3 separate regions of the Sus scrofa genome follow, and regions 2 and 3 are each linked to region 1. Evidence: chromatin contacts called from public HiChIP or PLAC-seq data. All regions are on one chromosome and are shown on one strand. The core of a region is the stretch at or near the end of the contact, and the rest is flanking DNA. Distances in the headings are between cores, read along the strand shown.

Evidence for each region. HiChIP or PLAC-seq counts read pairs in DNA pulled down with a chosen protein or histone mark.
Region 2: an H3K27ac HiChIP or PLAC-seq map of alveolar macrophages shows a contact between it and region 1. The contact joins two enhancer-like sites.
Region 3: a contact with region 1 is called in an H3K27ac HiChIP or PLAC-seq map of alveolar macrophages. The contact joins two enhancer-like sites. A contact is called at or near these places in 1 of 47 Hi-C or Micro-C datasets (skeletal muscle) and 2 of 2 datasets of contacts at active chromatin or transcription factors (alveolar macrophages and skeletal muscle).

The regions. Positions count from the first base shown.
Region 1 is chr13:126,049,439-126,052,138 of Sscrofa11.1, forward strand. All of the region lies in intron 3 of LPP (lipoma-preferred partner), which reads left to right. Among named protein-coding and RNA genes, the nearest start is that of MIR28, 230 kb to the right of the region's middle. Within about 2 kb of position 1,328, at least 5 of the 83 cell types and tissues checked have an H3K27ac peak or open chromatin away from gene starts, as enhancers often do. A contact at or near this core is called in alveolar macrophages, where this site is marked.
Region 2 is chr13:126,341,987-126,344,733 of Sscrofa11.1, forward strand. The region is part of intron 7 of LPP (lipoma-preferred partner); the gene reads left to right. Among named protein-coding and RNA genes, the nearest start is that of MIR28, 61 kb to the left of the region's middle. Within about 2 kb of position 1,260, at least 1 of the 83 cell types and tissues checked has an H3K27ac peak or open chromatin away from gene starts, as enhancers often do. A contact at or near this core is called in alveolar macrophages, where this site is marked.
Region 3 is chr13:125,639,778-125,642,673 of Sscrofa11.1, forward strand. No RefSeq gene overlaps it. Among named protein-coding and RNA genes, the nearest start is that of LPP, 140 kb to the right of the region's middle. Within about 2 kb of position 1,419, at least 20 of the 83 cell types and tissues checked have an H3K27ac peak or open chromatin away from gene starts, as enhancers often do. A contact at or near this core is called in alveolar macrophages, where this site is marked.

The DNA of each region.
Region 1 (2,700 bases), core at 78-2,577:
CTTTCCACTTGAGGGCTTTTCTTAGTCAAATACTATAAAGTAGCTAGAAACAGAGCTAACTCTTGAAGGCTGGTTTGCAGTATGTTAGAAAATCTAAGAGAAGTTGAAAGCCATGAATGAAGTTGGGAGCCACAGTTGCTCTTTTGTCCTTGGAAATAAGAGTTTCAAGACTTTCACTCTATTGTACCTCCATCCCATGACTCCATGAACATCTCTGCTCTTTCTTTCTTCTGTACATCAGATCCCATAGACTGAATTAACAAGTGACTCCAAGGATGGTAAATTTTCATAATTGGTCCTTTAAGAACTTCTCTCTTGTCCTTGTCTTCATTTTTCCTTTAATTTTTTTTTTCTTTGACTCATCCTTCATCGTCATTTCCCTTCTAACTCATAGATCCCTGCTTTAATGTGTTTGGAGTAGTCCTTATATATGCATACATCTTTAGACATATATAGTATTTTGATTTACCTAATAATGATGCCTAATGATTATCACATGCTAAGTTTTGTCCCAAGTCTTTTACACATATTAAATTCAGTAATTTTCACAACCAACTCTCTAAGGCAGGAGCTATTATCTAACTGGTTTTATAGATTAGAAAACTGAGCACAGAGAAGTTGCTTTCCCAAAGTCACATAGCTGGCAAGCTTATAGCTGAGCCAGGATTCAAACCCAAGCAGTCTGACTCTGCACATCTCATTCTTGGCTGCTTTGCTCTAATGCCTATAGATTGTGATACTGTGCTATTACAATATATAGATAACAATTGTGGAGGATTTAGGTTTTATCAGACACTTCTTGTATGGGTTAAATTGTTTAATTTGAATAGTTCTAAAATACTGGTATTAATTTTTTTTAACAAATGAGAAAAAATTGCCTACACTTCAAAACTGGGCAAATATATGTGAGATACATTTAATCATATACACAAAGAACATTCAATGAGCATGTAATGGTTGGGACCCCTGCCCCATTTCTGATACACACTCTTGCCCCCAGAATGGGAACTACCACTCCATTATTACTAATGGATTAAATAATTATATTAATTTGCAGATCTTAGCTCAGGTTTGTGACTAGGAGTAGCATGCTTGGTCACAGTACATTCTCATATTCAATTTCACTGTGTTATGCCTTTTTTTTTTTTTTTAATGCTTACAAGCTGCACCAGGGTTCATTTCCCCCAGTAAAACATTAGGATTCGTGTTTTCTCCAACACATTGTATCATGTGATTTTATAATTTTTACAAATATGATGGGTGTAGAGTGGTAACTTCCAGTTTCTGCTTCTATTCTACACATGATAAGCTTACTCATTCTCTCAAAATTACAGGGGCAACAGGTTTGTTTCACAATGGCAAAGTATCCATTTATGGTCACATAGATCTCTAGGATTGTGGTCATGAGAATCATTTTGCCAGCAGGGTTTGTGGGAGGGAACAGATTCTCTGAGGAAGTAGTGTTATCAAGGCAGATTTCTCTACTGATGCTCCTCCATCGTGTGAGGGGAGGTCTTATTTCATTCCTCCATTTTTCCCAAAGAGTGACAACCATATCTTGGGAACTTTTCCAGGTACTTGGGAATGCAGTTGTGAGCAAAATGGGCGTGACCTTTGTTTTCTTGGAACCTCTAGTCTAGTTGCTGGGATAGCTGTTAATCAAGCACTCATGCTGACATGAATCATGGCCAGTGCTATGAAGGGGAGACAGGAGCTCTGGAATATAATAGGGGTAGCTAATGTGCTTATGCTTATTTGGTGCAAGCATTTGGGGATACTGTATGTTGGGAAAGTTATAGGTTAAGGTAAAGTGGTGGGGAAGAATATTCAGACAGAAAGAATAATATGTGCAGAGATCAAGAGCAAGACAGAATCTGGTATCTTTAATGAATGGCAAAATCAGTGTTGTTTTGAAGGCTTTTATTCATTTATTTAACACATTTCTGTAGAGTGATTATTGTAATTCAGAATATGTTAGCCAACAAGACATAGCACTGAGGGGTGAGTGAGATGAACCTGGATTTGCAGGCAAGGGGTTCTATCCTGCACTCATGCTTCTAATTAGCAGCCCATGGTCCAGTGACCTTTATTTGCTTTTGTTTATTAATGATTTCAGATCTCTCTTAACTTTCTGTTTACCTTTATCATGAGGTGGTACAGTTTGTCTGAGACCCTCTTCAACAGTGTCCTATATAAAATTTTGTCTTACTATCACAAAGAGATGCATTTTTTTGTAACGATTTTTATTTTTTTCCATTATAGCTGATTTACAATGTTCTGTCAATTTTCTGCTGCACAGCAAGGTGACCCAGTCACACATACATGTATACATCCTTTTTTCTCACATTATCATGCTCCATCACAAGTGACAAGACATAGTTCGCAATGCTATAGAGCAAGATCCCATTGCTTATCCATTCCAAAGGCTATAGTTTGCATCTATTAACTCCAAGTTCCTAGTCCATCCCACTCCCTGCCCCTCCCTCTTGGCAACCACAAGCCTGTTCTCCATGTCCATGATTTTCTTTTCTTTGGAAGGGTTCATTTGTGCCATGTATTAGATTCCAGATATAAGTGAAATCATATGGTATTTGTCTTTATCTTTCTGACTTACTCCACTTAGTATGAGAGTCTCTAGTTCCCAAATGAAAAAATGGGCAAAAGACCTGTATAGACACTTCTCCAAAGAAGATATACAGA
Region 2 (2,747 bases), core at 10-2,509, 290 kb after region 1:
GGACTAAAGACTTAAATTGTAAGACCTGAAACTATAAAACTAAAAAAAATAGGAAGTACAGTTTTTGGCATTAATTTTAACAATATTTTGAGGTGGATCTGTTTCCTCAGCGCAACAAAAGCAAAAATTAACAAATGGGACTACACTAAAATTTTTAAATGTTTGCACAGTGAAAGAAAACATCCAAAAATGAAAATCAACTTAATGAATAGAATATATTCATAAATCATATTCTGATAAGGAGTTAATAGACAAAATGTGTAAGAGCTCATACAATTTAACATCAAAAAAAATAAATGGTCTGATTGAAAAACGGGCAGTGGCTCTGAACAGACTTCTAAAGAAGAAATACAAATGACCTACAGGCACAAGAAAATATGTTCAGCATCACTAATCATCAGGGAATTGCAAATTTAAACCACAATGAATGATATTACCTTACAACTCTTAGAATGGCTATTATATCAAAAAGACAAGAAATGACAAATGTTGGCAAATATGTGGAGAAATGGGAACCCTGGTACACTGTTGGTGGGAATGTAGATTAGAACAGCCACTATGAGAAATTCTATGGAGTTTCCTCAGAAAAATAAAAATAGAGCTATTGTACAATCCAGCAATTCCGCTTTTGGTATTTATCCATAGAAAATGAAAACACTACTTTAAAAAGAAATATGCAACCCAATGTTTATTGCAGCATTATTTATAATAGCCAAGATATGGAAGTGACCTTGTGCATTGATAGATGAATGTATAAAAAAAGAATGGAATATTCAGACATAAAATACAAATGAAATCTTACCGTTTGTCACAGAATGGATGTACCTTATGCTGAGTGAAATGAGCCAGACCTCTCACCCCACCTCCCCCAACAAAGAAGATGTACTATATAATTCAATTTTTATGAAATCGTAGAAAGGGAAAATTTAATCTATAGTAACAGAAAACAGTCTTTGGTTTTCTGAAGCTGGAGGAGAGGGCTGACTCTAATGGAACACAAGGAAACTTTTCAGGGTAATGCAAATAATCTAGAACTTGATTGTGATAGTTGGAAGTGTCTATGAATTTCTTAAAATTTGTCAAAACACATATAAAATGGGTTCAGTGATTACTTGAAAATTATACCTCAATTTTAATAAACTACAAAATGCATATTTCATTTTTTTTTGTTATATGAACAAAGCTTATTGAGTAAGGGCTGTTGGCTTTGTGTGTGGTGTGTCATAGTGCATAGTGTTGTCATGGGTCCTCTACAATTTCCAATTTGGGTTCCTTTAAAGGAGAAGGAGAATTTAAAGGCGCTTGTGAAACAATATGAATGCAAAATGCTTTACAATTTTTAAGCTTTTTTTTCCTTAAATCTTAAAGCTGCTTATCCATACCTTACTGAATAAATTTTTTTTCTAAATGAGGTTTCTATGGAAGTTTTCAAAACATTCTATTTAGATATTATTTTTTTAAATTAAAACATTTTCACTCTTTTTTTGTTAATTTACACAGTAGTCGACTAAATAGTATTATTACAATAACTATAAATTGTACAACTATAAATTAATAAATTCATTGAGTAATAAAAAATAATAACAATAAAAAGAAGAATGTATGTTCAGCTGCATTTAAATGAACTACTCTGTACAGATCTATCAAATCTATCTGTTCTAATGTTTTATTTAGGACCGTGGTTTCCTTGTTGACTTTCTGTCTGGATGATCTGTTCATTGGTGTAGGTGAGGAGTTAGAGTCCCTTACTATATTTTTTTGGCCTCGCTCATGGCATGTGGAAGTTCCCGGGCCAAGGATCGAAACTGTATCACAGCAGCAATCCAAGCCACTACAGTGACAATGCCAGATCCTTAACCTGCTGAGCCACCAGGGAACTCCTGTTATATCTTCTTGATGAATTGTCCCCTTTGTCATTATATGATGTCCATTATTATCTTTTAAAAAATGTTTTTATTAAAGTATAGTTGATTTAAAAGATTAAATTAAATTAAATTAAAACATTTTCACTCTTTTTTGTTAATTTACATAATAGTCAACTAAATAGGATTGTTACAATAACAAGTTCAAATGGTATGAGTAGGTTTGGATCAAATCCAACCGACTCAGTAGCAGATTGGAAAAGGAGTCAGGCTGTGCATAGTGTCTTTTATTGGTTGTGCACAATGACACATGACTGAGTGGCCACTGGGATGGGAATTGGAGTCCTAGTTTTACACACAGTGCCTGACATGTAATATGTGCTCAATATCTGCTTGATGTGAATATTTACCTTTATTTATTTATTTTTTGTCCTTTTTTTTTTTGGATCTTTTTTTTTGCCTTTTTCTAGGGCCGCTCCTGCAACATATGGAGATTCCCAGGCTGGGGTCAAATCGGAGCCGTAGCCACCGGCCTACGCCAGAGCCACAGCAATGCGGGATCCAAGCCAAGTCTGCAACCTACACCACAGCTCCCGGCCAGGGATCAAACCCTCAACCTCATGGTTTCTAGTCGGAGTCACTAACCACTGTGCCACGACGGGAACTCCAATGAATATTACCTTTATGTTGTCCATCACAAGTCTTAAGGATTTGATAGTAGGTGCTCAGTAAATACTGAAAAATTACAGGCAATTACATGAGTTAAGCATCTATTCATTTATGAATTTTTGGCTATACTATATTAGAAATTATGTTTGTGACATGAGTTCACAGAGACATATCTGCCTTACTACTGTATCTGAATGTTAGCCCCATAGTAGATTA
Region 3 (2,896 bases), core at 169-2,668, 410 kb before region 1:
CTTTTTGTCTGATGGCCAGATCCTTCCTTCCCTTTTGACATAGTAAAGTCAGGGTGTCTCAGACTGGACATCCAGATGACCTCTTGCTGTCCTTCCAAAACCTAGATTTGAGCCTCATCTGGATCAAGATGAAGAACTGCCATTATTTCCCCACCAGCTCTTTAGTTTTTGCCCTCTCTTTCCACACTTTTTCTTCTTGCCTTCCTCCCAAATTACCAAATGCACAAGTACTCCAAACCACAGAATTTAAGAAAAAAAATTCAGGGCCATTTCTCTCCTACTTTCTAGTGCAGATTAACTCAGGATCATTTCAGCTCTTCCGCTACAGAATTCTAATCCATGTAATAATACCTCGGAACTTATTTTATTTATTTTTGTCTTTTTAAGGCCACACCCACAACATATGGAGGTTCCCAGGCTAGGGGTCGAATTGGAGCTGCAGCTACCAACCTATACCACAGCCACAGCAACGCCAGATCCTTAACCCACCTGAGTGAGGCCAGGGATCAGACCCGAGTCCTCATGTATATTAGTGGGGTTCATTAACCACTGAGCCACGACGGGAACTCCCAGAACTTATTTTAAAATATTTATCAACATACACTTTTCACCAACTCTTAGTGTTCTTTAGAATTTACATGGCTTTTCTCTCCATTTAAGTCAGATATCTCCAATGCATATCTTTGGCATGTTAATATCAGATTACAGCACAGAGAGGACCAGGGGGCTGCTCTGTGCAAAGCCTAAGAGGTCATCGTATTAATCAATTGGATAGAAGATTAATATATTCATTCAACACACACTTACTAATCACTTAACCTGAACTCCTGCAGTGCTTGAGATCCAGGAGCATGTACTTGTGATGAGAATACTATCCGCATCTTCCACTTAGACCGCGAGGCCCTTCAGAAGACTCTGATCTCAGCTTGCCACTCCCTGTCTTAGGACATTGAGCAACTCCCCTCCCTCCTCTGGGCTTCAGGTTCCCCATTGTGGCAGGTGGGTAAACAGAGCATTCTAAATCCTTCAATTCACCTTCTTCAAACTCAGTTCAGAAGCATGGATTAAGCACAGAACATAAGAGCTACTAGACAAGTTCAAAAAAAGGAGGGATCAAGTGTTATTTCAAAGAAATCAGGTCATTGCTGAAGCTGGGCGATGGGCACCCAGAATTTCACCATACAGCTTGTCCACTTATGTGCATATTTGGAAATAGCCCTACTAAAAAGAAGAAAAACAAAGAGAAGGAAACCCAGCAGGCTTCACATAGCAGGTAGCTGCTGAGCAGAACTGCAGCATGGGTAGGATTTCAATGAACCGACACTGGGTCAGGGGCCATTCCAGGCTGGGGCACATCGTGAGCCAAAGCATTGAGACTGGAAAATATAAGACATTCACAAAGGACTGGGAGTGGTCATGTGTGGCTGCAGCTCAGGATGCAAGAGGGGCGGGGAGGGAACCCAGCTGGAAAGGTATCATGGAGTCAGAGCTGAAGGGTCTGGAGAAACAGAGTGTTAAACTCAATTCCAAGGGAAAGTGACTTCACTGGTTAAGCTCGAGTTGGCTCTACCCCTTGTCAGTCAGGCCCCGGGAGAAGGGCCTGTGGCAGAAACTGGCGGAGAAGGAGGCTGGCAGCACCACCAGGCTTGTTTCTTCACCAGGAAACAAGGTTTCCTGTAACTCAGACCCATGAATCAGCATTTCCTCTGTCAATAATACACAGCAAGAAAGGCAACAGCACCGGGCTGGGGGCAATGGAAGAAAGGAAGGAATATTCCATGACACGGCTAGGCTCTGTTCTCTTTTCCCCTCATGAAACACTCCTGATAAGCTCCCAAGTAACACTCGGGTTTCATAAGATAAGTTCCTCAGACAGCCTCACGGTAGCACATGAAAATTAAGTCCTACAGGACACCCAGCTCTCTTGTCATGTTATGAGTTTCTATCACTGTTGGTTAAGGAAGATCACGTTCAAATTCTTTCATTATGTGATAACTAAACATTAATATAACAGTATTTTATTCCTGCTGGGGTTTGAGTGTGTGTGCGATTTGCCTTTTAGTTTTTACACACCCCTGTGCAATATTTTGTTTGACTCTCGTGATAATCCTATAAGGTGCAAAGGGGACATTATACCTATTTCACAAGGGCAGATGCGCAGGCAGGGAGATGGAATGCTTCTTCCCCGGCAGATCTGTTTTAAAGATGCCAGAATTGATACCAACTCCTCAAACTCCATTCAGAGTTTCTTTTTTAAAAAAATTTAAGGCTATGCTCCATTTATAGTTATTATAAACATTGGCTATATTCCCCCATGTTGTACGATATATATCTGTGTAACTTATTTTATATCTAATAGTTTGTACTTCTTAATTTCCTCCCCCTGACCCCTCTCGCCACTGGTAACCACTAGTTTGTTCTCTGTATCTGTGAATCTGATTCTTTTTTGTTATATTCACTCGTTTGTTTTATTTTTTAGATTCCACATATAAGTGATATCATACTGTATTTGTCTTTCTCTGTCAATTCAAGGTTCTTTTCAAGATCACAGACTTTTAATTAATTATATCAATTAACTGTTCATTTTAAATATATTTTACAAGTATTAAATTAATTAATACTATACTTAATTTATTTTTTTTATTTTATTTTAATTTTTGTGTGTGTGTCTTTTGTCCTTTTAGCGCCACATTGCGGCATATAGAGGTTCCCAGGCTAGGGGTCCAATCGGAGCTGTAGCCACCAGCCTACGCCAGAGCCACAGCAACACCACATCTGAGCCGTGTCTGCAGCCTACACTACAGCTTATAACAACACTGGATTCTTAACCCACTGAGCAAGGCCAGGGATCAAACCCGCAACCTCATGATTCCTAGTTGGATTCTTTTTTGCTGTG